Linked DNA regions of Mus musculus: regions 2, 3 and 4 are each linked to region 1. Evidence: chromatin contacts called from public HiChIP or PLAC-seq data. All regions are on one chromosome and are shown on one strand. The core of a region is the stretch at or near the end of the contact, and the rest is flanking DNA. Distances in the headings are between cores, read along the strand shown. Region 1 overlaps Disc1 (disrupted in schizophrenia 1). Region 2 has its middle 14 kb from the start of Gm39283. Region 3 has its middle 40 kb from the start of 4930567H12Rik. Region 4 overlaps Sipa1l2 (signal-induced proliferation-associated 1 like 2).

Evidence for each region. HiChIP or PLAC-seq counts read pairs in DNA pulled down with a chosen protein or histone mark.
Region 2: a contact with region 1 is called in an H3K4me3 HiChIP or PLAC-seq map of bone marrow-derived macrophages, with 3 times the contacts expected there. The contact joins two enhancer-like sites. A contact is called at or near these places in 1 of 39 promoter capture datasets (pre-B cells), 1 of 484 Hi-C or Micro-C datasets (embryonic stem cells), 1 of 115 datasets of contacts at active chromatin or transcription factors (bone marrow-derived macrophages) and 1 of 9 other capture datasets (embryonic stem cells).
Region 3: a CTCF HiChIP or PLAC-seq map of the NIH/3T3 cell line shows a contact between it and region 1, with 6 read pairs. The contact joins two enhancer-like sites. A contact is called at or near these places in 1 of 15 datasets of contacts at CTCF or cohesin (the NIH/3T3 cell line), 1 of 484 Hi-C or Micro-C datasets (the N1E-115 cell line) and 1 of 115 datasets of contacts at active chromatin or transcription factors (the NIH/3T3 cell line).
Region 4: a contact with region 1 is called in an H3K4me3 HiChIP or PLAC-seq map of bone marrow-derived macrophages, with 2.8 times the contacts expected there. The contact joins two enhancer-like sites. A contact is called at or near these places in 3 of 115 datasets of contacts at active chromatin or transcription factors (VIP interneurons, bone marrow-derived macrophages and embryonic basal ganglia).

What each region holds. Positions count from the first base shown.
Region 1 is chr8:125,252,770-125,256,368 of GRCm38.p6, forward strand. All of the region lies in intron 12 of Disc1 (disrupted in schizophrenia 1), which reads left to right. Among named protein-coding and RNA genes, the nearest start is that of Gm30713, 130 kb to the right of the region's middle. Within about 2 kb of position 1,697, at least 249 of the 459 cell types and tissues checked have an H3K27ac peak or open chromatin away from gene starts, as enhancers often do. A contact at or near this core is called in the N1E-115 cell line, the NIH/3T3 cell line, VIP interneurons and 1 more, where this site is marked.
Region 2 is chr8:125,697,911-125,701,509 of GRCm38.p6, forward strand. No RefSeq gene overlaps it. Among named protein-coding and RNA genes, the nearest start is that of Gm39283, 14 kb to the left of the region's middle. Within about 2 kb of position 1,596, at least 15 of the 459 cell types and tissues checked have an H3K27ac peak or open chromatin away from gene starts, as enhancers often do. A contact at or near this core is called in bone marrow-derived macrophages, where this site is marked.
Region 3 is chr8:125,622,424-125,626,022 of GRCm38.p6, forward strand. No RefSeq gene overlaps it. Among named protein-coding and RNA genes, the nearest start is that of 4930567H12Rik, 40 kb to the left of the region's middle. Within about 2 kb of position 1,983, at least 47 of the 459 cell types and tissues checked have an H3K27ac peak or open chromatin away from gene starts, as enhancers often do. A contact at or near this core is called in the N1E-115 cell line and the NIH/3T3 cell line, where this site is marked.
Region 4 is chr8:125,511,934-125,515,532 of GRCm38.p6, forward strand. The region is part of intron 2 of Sipa1l2 (signal-induced proliferation-associated 1 like 2); the gene reads right to left. Among named protein-coding and RNA genes, the nearest start is that of 4930566D17Rik, 8.6 kb to the right of the region's middle. Within about 2 kb of position 2,063, at least 92 of the 459 cell types and tissues checked have an H3K27ac peak or open chromatin away from gene starts, as enhancers often do. A contact at or near this core is called in VIP interneurons and bone marrow-derived macrophages, where this site is marked.

The DNA.
Region 1 (3,599 bases), core at 447-2,946:
GAGGCTGACTTGGTGTTATCAAAAGGTTAGAATATTTGGGTTAAAGCTTTATCATTATCAATTAGTTCTGAAATTATTTATTGCCATCTTGTAAATTGTGCAATATTGATACATAAATCTAATTGGTTAACTAGAAGCTTAAGAGTCTTGATTTTACCGGTTACTGGGTATCGTGTTATCAAATTTTGAGGATGGTTATTGGAATGTGGGACAAAGCGGTGGGACCCAGCTGGGACATAGTGTTGTGGTCCACCAGTGCTGGTACTAGAGTGGGAATGTGGCCCGACGGGGTCAGAGAGTTGGCAGGTTGAAAGAAGCAGGAGTGTGGAGAGTTGGCAGGTTCATTAAATATTTCCCATAACAGTGGGGTTTGTCCCAGGTCTGCTGGGGTGGGGAGGTTTTGGGACAGCTGAGTGGGGTGTGGCTCATGATCCAGATCATGGTGAGAGGGCATGACACCTGATGATGCGACCCAGGGAGATGAGAATTTGTGGTGTGGCTTCTAGCATCTTTAGTGGCTCAAGAAGTAGAGATCTCAGGCCAAAGGTAGGGGGTGTTAGACCAGGATTAGGACCCTTGGGGCCTGTCTTTGTTAGGATTTTACTGCTGTGAACAGATACCATGGCCAAGGCAATGTTTACAAGAACATTTAATTGGGGCTGGCTTATAGGTTCAGAGGTTCAGTCCAGTATCGTCAAGGAAGGAACATGGCAACATCCAGGCAGGCATGGTACAGGAGGAGCTGAGAGTTCTACATCTTCATCCGCTGGCCTCTTAAGAGAAGACTGACTGACTTCTAGGCAGCTAGGAAGTGGGCCTTAAAGCCACACCCACAGTGCCACACCCACTCCAAGGCCACACCTCCTAGAAGTGCCACTCCCTGGGCCAAGCAAATACAAACCATCACAGGGCCCATCTTTGATGACCCGCTTACACCAATCAGGAGCTGCCTCTTAAAGGTTTCACAATTCTGCCAAACAGCACTACCACTGCGAACAACTGTTCAAGCATTTGACCCTGTCCAGGACATTCCATACCATGCCACTAAGAGTAGAAAAGTGCTGGGTTGGGTACTGAGTCAGCCCCTCCTTAGATAACATCTACACCACAAACACACATTTATCCCAGCTTTCCTCTGAAATCCAGCCCATGTTCTGTGTCACTGAACGAGAATAATACATAGAGTGTGTCTTTAATCTGAAGTAGCACTTGGATTCCCGTATTACAATGGGCCCAAGACAGGAAGCCGTGTTCACAATGCTCCGTGGGGTTCCACAACAAATAAAAGCTGTTGTTTCAAATTAGAATTTATCAAGGCGTCCAAAGAGGCTGCAGGAATCCCCCAGCCAAGCTCTGGCTGGTGTGTGTTTTCGTTTGTGATCAAAGGCACAATGCTGAGCGCTGCTGAAAGAAAAAGCTCGCAACTAATAGCATAGAAGAGCAGCCGCAGTGAGGGTGGCATCTCTCTTGATTCTGTTAAGCCGGCTGCCAGGACCCACTGCGCATGCGTAGCAGACGATTGCTGTTTAATCCAAGTCCACACTGGAATGTGCTGACGTAAACCCACGGGGGACACCTTTCTGGAGGACTTGAGTCCCGGATGCTGTGGCTGCCCATTCTTCCTGGGGTTAGAGCCCCCTTATCGTAAGCCACACGCCTGCAGGAGCAAAGCAGGTGGTGTACCAGCGAGCCATACACAGAGGGGCGGGCTGGGGACAATACTGCGGGGGCTTCTAAACCTTCTGAAGAGTTCTTGCACAGTCTGTCGGTGTCAGAGCCACAGCAGCCTGCTGGGTGGTAGAGGAAGGCTGGGCTGGCAGATCTGGGGATGGAGGAAAACAGGCTGCCTCTTTGTCCTCCTGGCAGGCTTCCTGAGTTACAGGCATTGTGAACAACTCAAACCATCAGCCAGAGGTGACCGCTTGCTCGGTTAACTGGGAGAGCAGGCGGTGGGGAGGGGAGCGTGGTGCCTCTGGGGAGAGGACGGGGCTGTGACTTCACTCTAGGCATGCTGGGGATCCATTAGCAGTGGTCTGAACCTGAGGGATGATTTCACAGGTTCTGGATTCTAATTAGCAGCTCCATTCCAAAATCCCCCTTGAGTCTGTGTAACCGTTCCTCCACGTCCGGAATGCCTCCATTGGAAAGCTTTTAGGCTTTGGTGAATTGTTAAGCAGGACTTGTTTTTCCCCTCCTTTTTTTTTTTCCTCTGACTTCCATAGCTCACTATAGGAGGAAAGGATCATATCCTGGCATCTCTCAAAGCCCCGGGCAGCTCTGCCAGCCTCTGCTGAGTCATGGATGAGCAAGGACCAGGCTGATTCTATTTACGTGGTATTTGCATCCCTGTCCAGAAGCCTCTTGGGAGCCTATTCTCTCTGCTCATTGGGAATGCACGGTGCCCAGTTGATTCGTCTTGCTAGTCTTGATGGCATGCAGAGACTAAATGTATCCAGGCTCATGAATAAACTCCACAGCCCCAAAGGGCTCCTGTCTGGTTCCACTTTCCAGTGTGTAGCCCGAAGAGGCCAAGGTAACAGAGCTGAGGGGCGATTGCCCTGTCTCCTTGGAAATGATCTTTTGCTTCTAAAACCAAAGAGCAGGAAGGACGGACATCTGTGGAGACCTTCAGTAATTTATAGTGGGGGAGTGCAGATCTGGGCAGGCTGCTCTCCGAGGCACCACTGTGCTCAGCTGATCGAGGGTGGCAGCCTTGTGCTTCCTTCTCCTTTCTGCCAAGGTCTGGGTACAAAAAGTTGGAGCAGACAATGTGTGCAGAGCAAGATGACTCTGCTGCCCATGGGACACAGTGTGAACTTAGCATGAGGCTGGTGACACGGTCTCTCTGTGCACGTAGCAGGTCCCTTTGCCACCAGTGGAAAGGGGCTGGGTCAGGTGTCTGTAGGTCCTTGGTGTCTTACTCAAAGCATCGAAATTAGTAGATACAGGTTTGCACAAGTAGCAAGAGTGCTTTTTTTTTTTCACCAAAAGGCCAGAAAATGTGTGTTCAAGAATGAGAGTGGACATCATGAATGTCAGTACTCAAAGGCCCTGAGGGTTCCTTTCATGGAGATAGAGAGTGGGAATTCAGTTTCTAAGGATGTCCTTTGTGTGGTTCTCTATTTTAACTACATAGTTTAAGTTGTATATTCTTCTCTCTCGTCTCTTCTCATAACACATCTGATGTCAAACATATGCCAGGTTACATATAGGCCTACAATGGAAAATAGGGGATTCTCCCCGAAGGTGCACTTGGAGGACACAGTTTGCTTTATTGTACATGCATCTAAAACCAGTCTAGCCCCTCCTACTGGGATAGTTGTTAAGGAGATGAGAAACTGATTTCATTGTTCAGAGAGGGTGGTGCCTGCAGCTCTAGGCAAGTGGGGGTTCTAGGTTGGCAATAGATTATCCAGTGCATTATTCACAGGGATGGATGCGCGTATCACTTGTAGGCGAGAGTCCTTTGCTGAGAGCATTGCTAGAAGAGAGCTATATGCACAGCCCAAGCCAAGTGGAGTCCTAGGTTGTTAAGTGATTCCCTATGCTTGCCTACTTTCTGGGTGTGTGTGGATAGGGCTTTTCTCCTGACTGCTCCT
Region 2 (3,599 bases), core at 346-2,845, 450 kb after region 1:
TGGCTCATCCTGCAATTCTTTCCTGCAGTTGAATCTTGACTCTGCCTCAGTAGGGGCCTCTAAGCAGAACTTGTTAGGGTGCTACAGCCAATAGCATGGAGCTGGGTCTCCTTCTTCCATAGCTGCTGATGCTAAGACACATAAAAGCAAATCTTTGGGCATGCTGTAAGGAGGCATGAAGAGTGGAAACCTGTCCAATTAACAAGAATTAATGGGTGTTGCAGGGTATTTGATCACACTGTGAATCCCAAGATTGTGTGATTTATTGAAAAAAAAAAAACTGTTTCTAGTTTTAGTGTAACTCAGCCCTTATTGTATATCTTTAATCCCAAACAAAGAAGGTAAAGTTAGTTTGTAGATGGAAGCACCCATGTTTGAAAGTGACATCTAATTGAGTGGCAGACAAAATGATGAACCAGAGAAAGATTTGACAAAATAGACTAATCCCAACTCTCACAAGAGGGGGGAGGGGGAAGCTACTTGAAGAGTTTTACCTGGACAGTTATAGAGAGACAGATTGCAGAGAGAGAACAAGCTGTACACAGGTGAAGACAAAATGAGCTAGAGAATGAGAAGGAGCCAGAAGATTAGAACAGATTGCCAGAGTTAGTTTGAGGCCAAGCAGAGCAAAAAGTCAGAGGCCAAGAGAGAAGCCAGATTGAATCTCTCACCTTGTCAAGGAGTTTGAGCCAGAATAGTGGAGTTGAACCAGTCAGACAGTGTTCAGAAAGAACTAGAAGGGGTGAGCTTATTCAGCATTAAGTCTCAGAAGTTGAAAGCATTCTGGGCCTAGATAAGATTGTATGAAGGCTAAAAGCTTCCAGGTCTAGGCCTAAGTTAGCAGAGGCAGTAAGCCCCTGAAATGACAATTTAAAAAGGTGAATAAAAGTTACTTTCCAAACAGGGAAATGCCATCCCCCATCCCCCGAAGTCTAGAATAAAAGTAACAGCCTGAATATTTGTTCAAGAGAAATGACTAACTCAAAACAGTGAGTGGGGCTGGAGAGCTGGCTCAGAGGCTAAGGGTGCTTATTGCTCTTGCAGAGGACCTGGGCTGGGTTCCCAGCACCACAAAGTGATTCACAACTATCTGCAACTCCAGAGATTTCACCGCCTTGCCCTGGCTTTCTTGGTCAGTAGGCACACATGTGGTGCATAGATGTACATGTAGACAGATAAAGGCACATAAAATTCAAATAATAACATTAAAAGTCGGGTTTGTAGTGGGGTGTTTACCCTTTCTTTAGACTCTCTTCAGAGCTCCATGGGCCACACATTTGAAGCAGGCAGTGGAAAGATCAGTGATGAGGGACAATGGTCTCCATCCAGTCTGACTCTCTGATTTTATTGGACTTAGATAAGATGCTAATACAACAGTTTCTCTCTTCTGAACTTGGGAGGCTGCATGGTTTTCCTGGTTTGGAGAACTGCAACCGTGGCTCTGTAAGACCTGAAGAGCCTTATGTCCTGGATGTCCCACTCACAGAAACACAGAGACGGAGATCAATGCACTAAGCAAGAGATTTATTGATCTGGCATGCCACACTGTCCTGCAATCTGGGCAGAGTCAACCCCAATCTCCTAAGCACACACTTTTTATATAGTTTAAGGGTAGGACTTGATAACAATAAGAGTTGGTTTAAGCCCATTGTTGGCCAGGGCAGACTTTTTGATTTCCCCCCTTTAGAAATGGTAATTAGCCTCTCCCTTCCGGATTGGCAATTGTTTCGTGACCTTCCTTAAGCAATATTAATGGCCATGGGTGAGGTGAGGTCTTAGTCACCAGAAGGGGGAACTGAAACATTCTTGGTCATTATCTGCACCTACCTTAAAGTAGGAGCTTTCTTGCAAAGCTTGTTTTGTCATTGCAGGAAGGGAGTGTTAGTCACAACCTTCTAGCGGAAGTCCCCAGCATGCTATTCTAGCAAGGTCTTTCAGTGGTCATCTTATGTTCTCTAAGGTCACACATTCCCACAGCTCCTCCTCATCCCCACAGCTCAGTCCCGGGTTTGGCTCACGTTGAGTGTAGGATAAACAGCTGATTTATTTGTGTCCATGTCATTGAATAGTTTCCCCCATTGTCTGCCCAGCAGCTTACACACCAACAAGCAGGGATGATTCCTGCTAACAATGTGGACTCTGCCTTTGTCATGAAGAGCTGTCAGTTCTATGAGGAAATTTCTTAGGCTCTGTCGTCAGGAAATGTGATTTTAAGAATTGTTGACTTTATCTATAATATCTTGATCAATATAGATTTGGCTCACTTCCCTAGGTCTCTGAATCAATTTAACAATGAGATGGAGAGCTTTAAAAGGCCCCAAGTATTTTCTAAATAAAAGACCTAAAGACAACAATGAAGAAAGACTATTCCTTCTTTAAAATAGTTGACTGTGTTAGAATACTTTAGTAATTCTGAAACTATTCACTATTATTTATAAATATTTATTGAGTGTAGAGTCTGCTCCAGGCCTCATGTGGAATGCCAGGACTATATCAATGATTAAAGTAAGTGTGGTTGTCTTTCCTCTTGGGAAGAGCCTACGACCGACCGCAAGGACAGAGAAAGGAGAAAGGGTCACTAGGGTTGACTCCCTCAGCCACTCTGCATAAGCAGACACACACACCCAACTCACCACTCTGCATAAGCAGACACACACACCCAACTCAGAGGACTTGCCTCAGGCAGAGTACAGACCAAAAGAAATACAGCCAAGATGTAAGTCCGTGGAAAAGGGGTCGTTGAGGGCAGCAGAAGAGAGAAAGCATGGGAGTCGTTTCCTAAATAAGGCTGTCCCTGAGCTGAGAAGTCTCACTGAATAGAGAGTACGTACACTATTCATATGGAAAAGCACTCTAGAGATGGGCACACTCCAGAGCTTGCAGAATGTCCTCTGAACCTTCCTGAGCACCCTCAGTTCAAGAAGGAAAGCTAACCAGCCGGAAGTGTCTGGGTATGTTTAGTTTGTAAGACAAAGATGGCCGAAGGGAGTACTGAGCGTGCTCAGTGTGGCTCATAAATAAGGCCATTAGCAAGACTTGTAGACATTTAGAATCTTTCCCCAAAAAGGTTTAGCAGCAGGCGAAGGAAAGGTAGATTCATAGATGAAGCTCTTCTCTCCCCCACCCTCCCCTGCTGTCCCTGCTTCCTTCCCTCCCCTCCTGGTCTCTCCCCTTCGCTCCCCTATCTCTGGGCTGATCTAGCATCTTGCACACTCAAGCCATACTGGTGGACAGACTGCAGTAGCAGTGACCCAGCAGGCTTCCCAGCTCTTATGAGAGGCTGACATTTTCAAATAATTTTTCTGTGCCTGGCCCCTGTCTTTTTGGTCACTTGGTGACTGTCTCGTCCAAGAACCCTGGTACAGACCCTCTTACACCTTTTGTGGTCTCTTCACCTTCTTCGGTTTTCCAGGTGTTTTGTTCATTTTTTTATTTATTTAAGAAAAGTCTAAGGATACTTTTATCTTATTATATCATTTTAATTTTATTTTTAATTTAATTTAAGTTTTTAAAATTTTATTTGCTTTAGATAACTTATTCCTTTACTGTTAATTGCAGGGTGGCAGTTATTTGTGTGTGTGTGTGTGTGTGTGTGTGTG
Region 3 (3,599 bases), core at 733-3,232, 370 kb after region 1:
ATGTGTGTGTGTATATCTATGTGTGTGTCTGTGTATATGTGTGTGTTGGCCATGGAGCCCAGGGTCTGTAGATGCTAGGCAAGCACTCTATTGCTGAGCTGTATCTCCAGCCCTGAGTATGTATTCTCCCTCCCCCTTTTATAGATCAGGAAATCAAGATGTGGTGACAAGAGTCTGGTGGTAAACAGCACTAAAGGCAGTTTTCAGATGGAAAGGTTCACTCCTGCTGGAGAGAAGATCAAGTATTCTATGCCAGAGGCTGTATGGATGATGATGTGATTGGAGTGGTGGGGGGAAGGGTGCAGAGTGACAGCCGCCATTAGTAAAAGGGAGCACTCTGTCACTGGATGAGAAACCCATGCAGGGACCATGGCTTTCCAAGGTTAAGTCACCCACTGAAGCCTGGTGAGTCTGCAGCAGACACAACATATGGGACAGAAGCAGAGGGAAAATGAACATGCTAGTGTTTGGGTAGAGAGGAAGGGGGAATTCTGGGAAGATTTGCTACTTAGGGTCATTGCCGACTCTCAGAAGTCTTTGTCCAGTTGTCACTATTGATGTTTAGATTTGGGTGCTCAGTGACTCAACTCTCTCAGGCCATGGAAAGCAATAGATGGATCAGATATTCGTTTCTAGCCTCTATGGGCACTGCATGCATGTGGTTCACAGACACACATCCGGGCAAGACTTTCACACACATAAAATAATCTAAAAAGCAAAACGTATGGTAGAAACAATAGGAAGCCAGTGGGGAGCCCCGTTCTTCCTGTCTGCTCCCAATGAAAGTGGGAAGAGTAGAGTGTGAGCTGAATGGATGGTCTGTCAGCACCGTTAAGGCAATTACTGGGGGGTGGGGGGGGGGAAACAAAGCATGAAAGAGAGAAGTTCCCACTGGCACCGAAAGGAATAGCTGTCTGTCTGTATAGAGTGAAGTGTTTCGTGATCTGACTGGAAGTACCATCTTTCTCAGGGCGTGTTCTTCCTTCAGCTAGCTGTGCCCATATGCACTGAGCTCCCCCAGGGAGCACCTTAACCTCCTGCACCCAGGAAGCTATGATGTCCCTGCATCATGCGCCCAACTCCAGACTTGCCTGAACTCTGATGCCGTGCCCACTCACTGAGAGACATGCCCACTTTTCGCCGGGGCACCTCGGGGAGCACTCTGCAGCACTGCCCCTTACAGGCTGCACATGGTCAGGGAAGAACAGGATGAAATAGTTTTGAAATAGTTAATGCATTAAAATGTGACTCTCGGGCTGCAGAGGTGAGCCGGTTGGTAAGAGTGTTTGCTGCACAAGCATGAGAGCCTGCGTTCAGATACAGCATCCTGTAAAGGGCTGGGACAGTGTGGCGTCAGCCATCATGAGAGATCATAACCCCAGGGCAGTGTGAGTGTGTGTGAGCGTGTGTAAGGGGCAGTGGCTGGAGATGGGAGGATGGCTACCAGCCTCGTTCTGCATTCGCCGAGAGACCCTGTCTTAAAGGGCTGAGGTGGAGGATGGTGGAACAGGGCACCTGATGTAGTTAGCTAGCTTCCTTGGGCTACACATATATGTGCATGCACACACGAACCACACTCACATAAAAAGTTAATGTCATTGTAGAAGTTAATTTGGAAGATTGGAGTGTGCGAAGATGAATTTGGTGGCCCAGGTCCAGTGGCACACGAGAAATTCAGAAAACATGGAGAAAAGACTGATTGAAGTCTCTGGAAATGTTTATGAAGTGTTGAAGCAGGGATAGCCTGATCTATGGCACAGCTCTAGTCCTGTCTTGAGGATGTGTGTGGCCACAGGAGCATTGCCTGACTGTTCTGTGCCTGATTCTTACAGATCCAGGGCTTCCTAAGAGATGAGGAACGCATTCCATCTGGGACAGGAAGGTGAAGGCTATGTGGAAACTGGTTCCTGTGACAGCTGTTATTCCTGGGCTCTCTCAACCTTTGCATTCCAGGAGCCTCCAGGACTGATCTGGGTTTTCCCGTGAGCGTGAGTCAGCGCCTGACTGTGGGATGGTCTTTTCCTGGCCGTTTCCTTAACTGCCCTCCCGCATTCTCCTGCTTCCTGGCAAGGATTCTGTGGGGGAATGGGAGAGATTTCCAGGAAGACTGTTAGTCACTACAGCCAAGTGTAGATCGTGGTGACAGCTGCTGTACCCAACAGCTGGGTTCTGTAGGAAGGAGGGGGCCCTAAGCAGGCAAGCAGGCAGGTGGATGGGGAGGAGACACGCTCAGTCGCCCCAGATGTAGAGGAAGGGTGTTGGGAAGCCTGGGTATGATGATGCTATGCATACCATTCCAGTAGACAACCTAAAACTCTCCATTGAACATTCTGTTGCCCACTTCTGGGCCTCTGGAGCTGCAATAGGCCAGCAGGCTATTCCTCCCACAGCTCAGCAGGGGAAGGGCAACAGATAGATGCACAGAGCTGGGCAGAGTGTTCACCATCACCGTGGAAATGCTGTGTCCAGTGGTTCCAACCCAAGTCATAACTCCAATTCCAGCACAGCCCTGATTAGTACAACATGAACGTTTCATGTGCAGAGTAACCGCAGGCTCTGTCCCCAGATCTCATTGTGTAGTGTGGAGTGAAGCCATCTCTTGTGGTAGGAAAACACAGCAAACACTCCATCACTGCGTTTCTGGTTTGGTTGCATGTGTCTCATTGGTCCTTACTGATCCCTCTTTGCTGTCTTTAATCCACTCTAAATTATCTTCTGGGGAGGAAACAACAGACATTGTGGTTAACAGGTGTAGGCTTAGATTTTTCAAAACCTACTTTAATAAGGGTTCTCAAATTCTTTGGGCCTGCTTCTAGCCGTCCAAAGGTAGGGGAGAAAAGATGATAAATAGGACAAGGGGATATGGACCTGTTTAGAAGTAGCTCTTTGGGGTGACTCCAATCTCTGTTGTTAGGATACCAGCAGTCCAGTTCAAAAGTGTCACCAAACACGAATCAGCAGCAGCAGTGGCAGGATCCAGCAGAAACTGCCAGGCCTCCACCTAAACAGCAAGAGACAACGGGATTGACCAGGACCAACTGGAATGCCAGGAGTTCTCTGCCGTGCCTCTCTCCACGACATGAAGATCAGTGAAGATGAGAGACCAATGAAGAGTTGTACAGCTGGCTCTGCAGGTGCCTTGTCACTGTCTGTTGAGTCCTATTTATATTCTCTCCAAACGTGACCTCTCATGGGCCTTGCCTCAGCAAAACACCACATGGGACTGCATCACATGACACAGTGAGACACATCCACTTCAGACAGCACTCCAGCCTCACTTATGCCTAAGAGACACAGCTAAGCATAAATTTAGGTCCTGTGTGCATACATGTCATGTGCACAGAGGTATACATGCGTGTGTGCATGCATATGTGTGTGCGTGTGTGTGTGTGTGTGCCTGTGTGTGTGTGTAGACTAGAAGACAACCTTGACTCCCATTCTTCTGTCACCATCCACCTTTTTAAAACATTTCATTTATTTTCCCATTTGTTTATTTTTATGTGTGTGTGTGCGCACACACACACACACACACACACACACACACACACACACATCATGGTGCTCCTGTAGAAGCCAAAGAGAAACATTATGGGATAATA
Region 4 (3,599 bases), core at 813-3,312, 260 kb after region 1:
ACAAAAACAACCAAAAATGTTTTGAGTTTTTGTTTTTACAAAGAGGAACTTGTCACCATGAAATGTAAATTAAGCTACAGTTTAGACATGTCCCTACCAGGCTCTGAAGCATCCCTGAAATGAACCTATGTTCTTTAATAAGACACAGTTCATAGACCCATCAGCGTGCAAAAGTAAGCACGACAACACAAGTCACAAAAAGACCAAGATGGCGGCCAAAATAAGTAGTAATTCAACATACAAACGCATTCGATGAGAGTCCACTCAGCCTGTGGTCTGGGGCTGGATGAACATCCACAGTCACCCTGTGCCACAGCCCTCCAGCAACAGACGATCTGGATGGGCAAAGCCAGCCGCCGAATCTGGGAGGGCAGCTTAGGAAGCCTGTGGGCCTTCTGCACTGCCAACAGTACAGAGCAAAGAACCCTGGGCTCAGCTACTTATTGTCTGGGCTTTTATGGTTCAACCCCTGATGGGTCACATGGACAATGCCCTCTGGAGGGCCTGGAGGAAAATCATCCTCTGGGCCCCACCCTAAACTTACTTACGAAATCAACACCAGAGGCAACAGGGAAGAGGATACAGGATGCTCTGTGCAGTGACCTTGGTAATGGATCTAGGGGCCAAGATGATGTTTGGAAATCACTAAACAGCTTCCACAGTTGAAGTGAGCAGGTGCCATAGAGCCAGGTACCTGAGGAACCCCAAGGATGTATTAATATCAACCAGATGCCAGCCAGGCCACTGACAAACTCAAGGAGCATGACAGACACTGGAGAGGACAAGTGGGAAGGATGGCTCAAATGCAGCCAGTGGAACCTAAGTGGAGCCCTCCACACAGCTGTACACCTGTCCTTACAGTGGCTGACATCCCAGGAACATATCCCAAGGCCTGGAAGGCCAGCCCTCTGCAAGTATCCCAGGGTTATATGGACAGCTTCTCGTCTACCACCTCCTACAATTAACACTAAAAACAACAACAACAACAACAACAACAACTTTATTTGACTAATCACCTAGAAGAAAGTTAGTTTGAGAATGATCTTCATTTAGTTGTGTGTTTGAAAAAGTCAGTCTCACGGCGTGAAGTCTAGTGCATTGCTTGGTACAGCATCTTAACTGAGAGATACCAAGGGGAAGAAGTGGCCAGTCTATCCCGTGGCCTCAGGAGAGCGTCAGGTTCTATAAGAGGCAGGCAGGCTTCAGTGATGGCAAGCAAGTCAGCCCTTCCATCCTGATGAGCAAACATATTCAGAGCGTAAAATCAGAAACTAACAAGATCCAACTGCCCGACTGCTCTTTCTCATCCTCTTTGATTCTGCAGAGACAGGGTCTCATAAAGACCAGGCTGGCTTTGAATGCACCTTGCAGCCAAGACTGATCATGAACCTGTCATCTTCCTGCTCCTACCTGCCAAGTGCTGGGATGTCAGACCTGACTTCTGTGGCACTGGGGATGGAATCCAGGGCCTCCTTCACGCTAGAGAAGCATGCTGCCAACTAAGCTAGTGACACCCCAGCCCAAGTGGTCTCTTAAAACAAACGTCAAATAATAAACAGTACTTGCTTTCTCAATTGGTCATCAGGCCAGGCCAATGGGATCCCTTCCTCTGAGAAAACAACTCAAGACACGAAAGACTCGGAAGGAGGAACCAGCTCCCTTGTTCACTTTCCCCAGCAGCACCACTAACTGTGCATATGTTAGCACATTTTTAAAAGAGGAGAAATAAAAAACTGCAACTTAACCAGTGTGTGTGAAACAGAGCTGGAGAAACTGCACAGAGTGCTCCACAGATACTGGAGAACTCCACATCCACCAGTGTGCTCCACAGACACCGGGAGTGCTCCACATACAACAGAGTGCTCCCCAGATTCCTGCCATAGCTGTACAGGACCAGCAGACCTCTGGGTCTCCAAGCACTTTCCAAGGAAGAAACAACTAAGTAAGAGCAGAGAAGATGTAGAAGAAGAGAGAATCGTGCCCTCCTGAGCAGTGAGGCAGGAAAGCCTGCTTGTAACTCAGCCTTGTCAGACAGAACACAGAGCCTAAAAAGGCTCAATAGCCTTTTTATAAACCTATTGTGTGGAGAAGTTCCTAAAAATAGTGCGGCTCCCAGGCAGGCAGATCACAGGAGTAATGGCTGCATGCTAAGCTTCTCACAATAGACAAAGGACAGGAAAGGAGGGTAGGCTGCAGCTCCCTCAGGCTGGCTGCCTTCCTCGCTGGACACTCCCACAGGCTCTGTGTGCTCAGAGGGTGAACCGCGTCAGCCCTCACACCCTCTCCATGAAGATGAGAGGGCAGCAGGTGACATAGGGAAGTCAAGCCAGGACCCATGAGTCACATAGTCGTGGCCACTAAAGAGAACTTTCTCACTCTTTGAAGGCAATACCTGCAATATGACGATTACCGTGGTTCTTGCTAATTTTCTCTTGTGCCAAAGCAGCTTCTCCACCTCCACTGCCTGTCACCCAGGAAAGTCTAGGAATACAGATGCTGGCAGCTCACCAGTGATTTGGCTCTCAAATACCAAATACAGGATTTTCAAGTTTCTTAGAGGCAAGATGGTAAAGTGTTTGCAGGCCTGGTGACCACAGTTGGATTCTGAACCTATGTTAAGATGGGAAGACAGAACTGACGGTACAAGTTGTCCTCTGACCGCCACACACGCACTGTGGCATGAGGTTTCCCCTCTCTGATACATAGATTTTATTATTACATTGATTGCTTCCAGTACAACGATGCTTTAAAAAGTGTCTTGACTGAGCAGCTAAGAGCTTAAGGCAGCACTGGCCACCTGACCAGCCCAGCAAAGCAGGCAACAAAATACTTGGGTCTCAGGCTTGCCAAGCGCTGACCATGCAAGCCTGAGGACTTACCTGAGTTTGAGCCCAAGAACCGGAGTAGAAAAGCCCAGCATGAGAGCTCGCAGCTGGAGAGACAGTGACAACATATATGGTCACGGCTGGGAGACAGTGATAACACACACACAGCTCAGAGGCAGTCACAGGTGGGCCTCTGGTTCATTGACCAACTAGTTTATTTCTAAGAGAGTTTATCACCAGGCTAGTCAATAGTCTGTCTTAAAACAAACAAACCAAAAGCAAAACCATAAAAATTAAAATTAAAATTAAAAAAACCCATGGTGTATGGCACCTCAAGAGTGTAAGCACCTGAGGGTGGCTCTGTCCTCCATGTGAGCATATATACATGTGTGACTGCACTTAGAAATGTATATATGCGCATGCACACACGCCAGTCTAGAGTAAGCCATTATTAGTGTCGAAGCCATCACAGTCTACACAACCAAAAGATAATAGCACCAACCTTGTGGAGTGCACGAAGGGATTGAACAGACTTCACTCTGAGAAGCAGGAAACACATAACAAACTGAAAACTGAAAATCCACATTTCAATAGTCCTACATCCCTGATACTAACTTAGCATTCACATTTTCTTTTTTCAACACAGAGGTTAACATCTTTGCCATGAATTCTTATTATGGAGACAGGGCACGTCCAAGATGGAGAGAAGTAACTTGTCTACAGTAAAGACGCTGCAGATGGCTCACCCCAAGCCCTGGAGGACATCCTCACCCT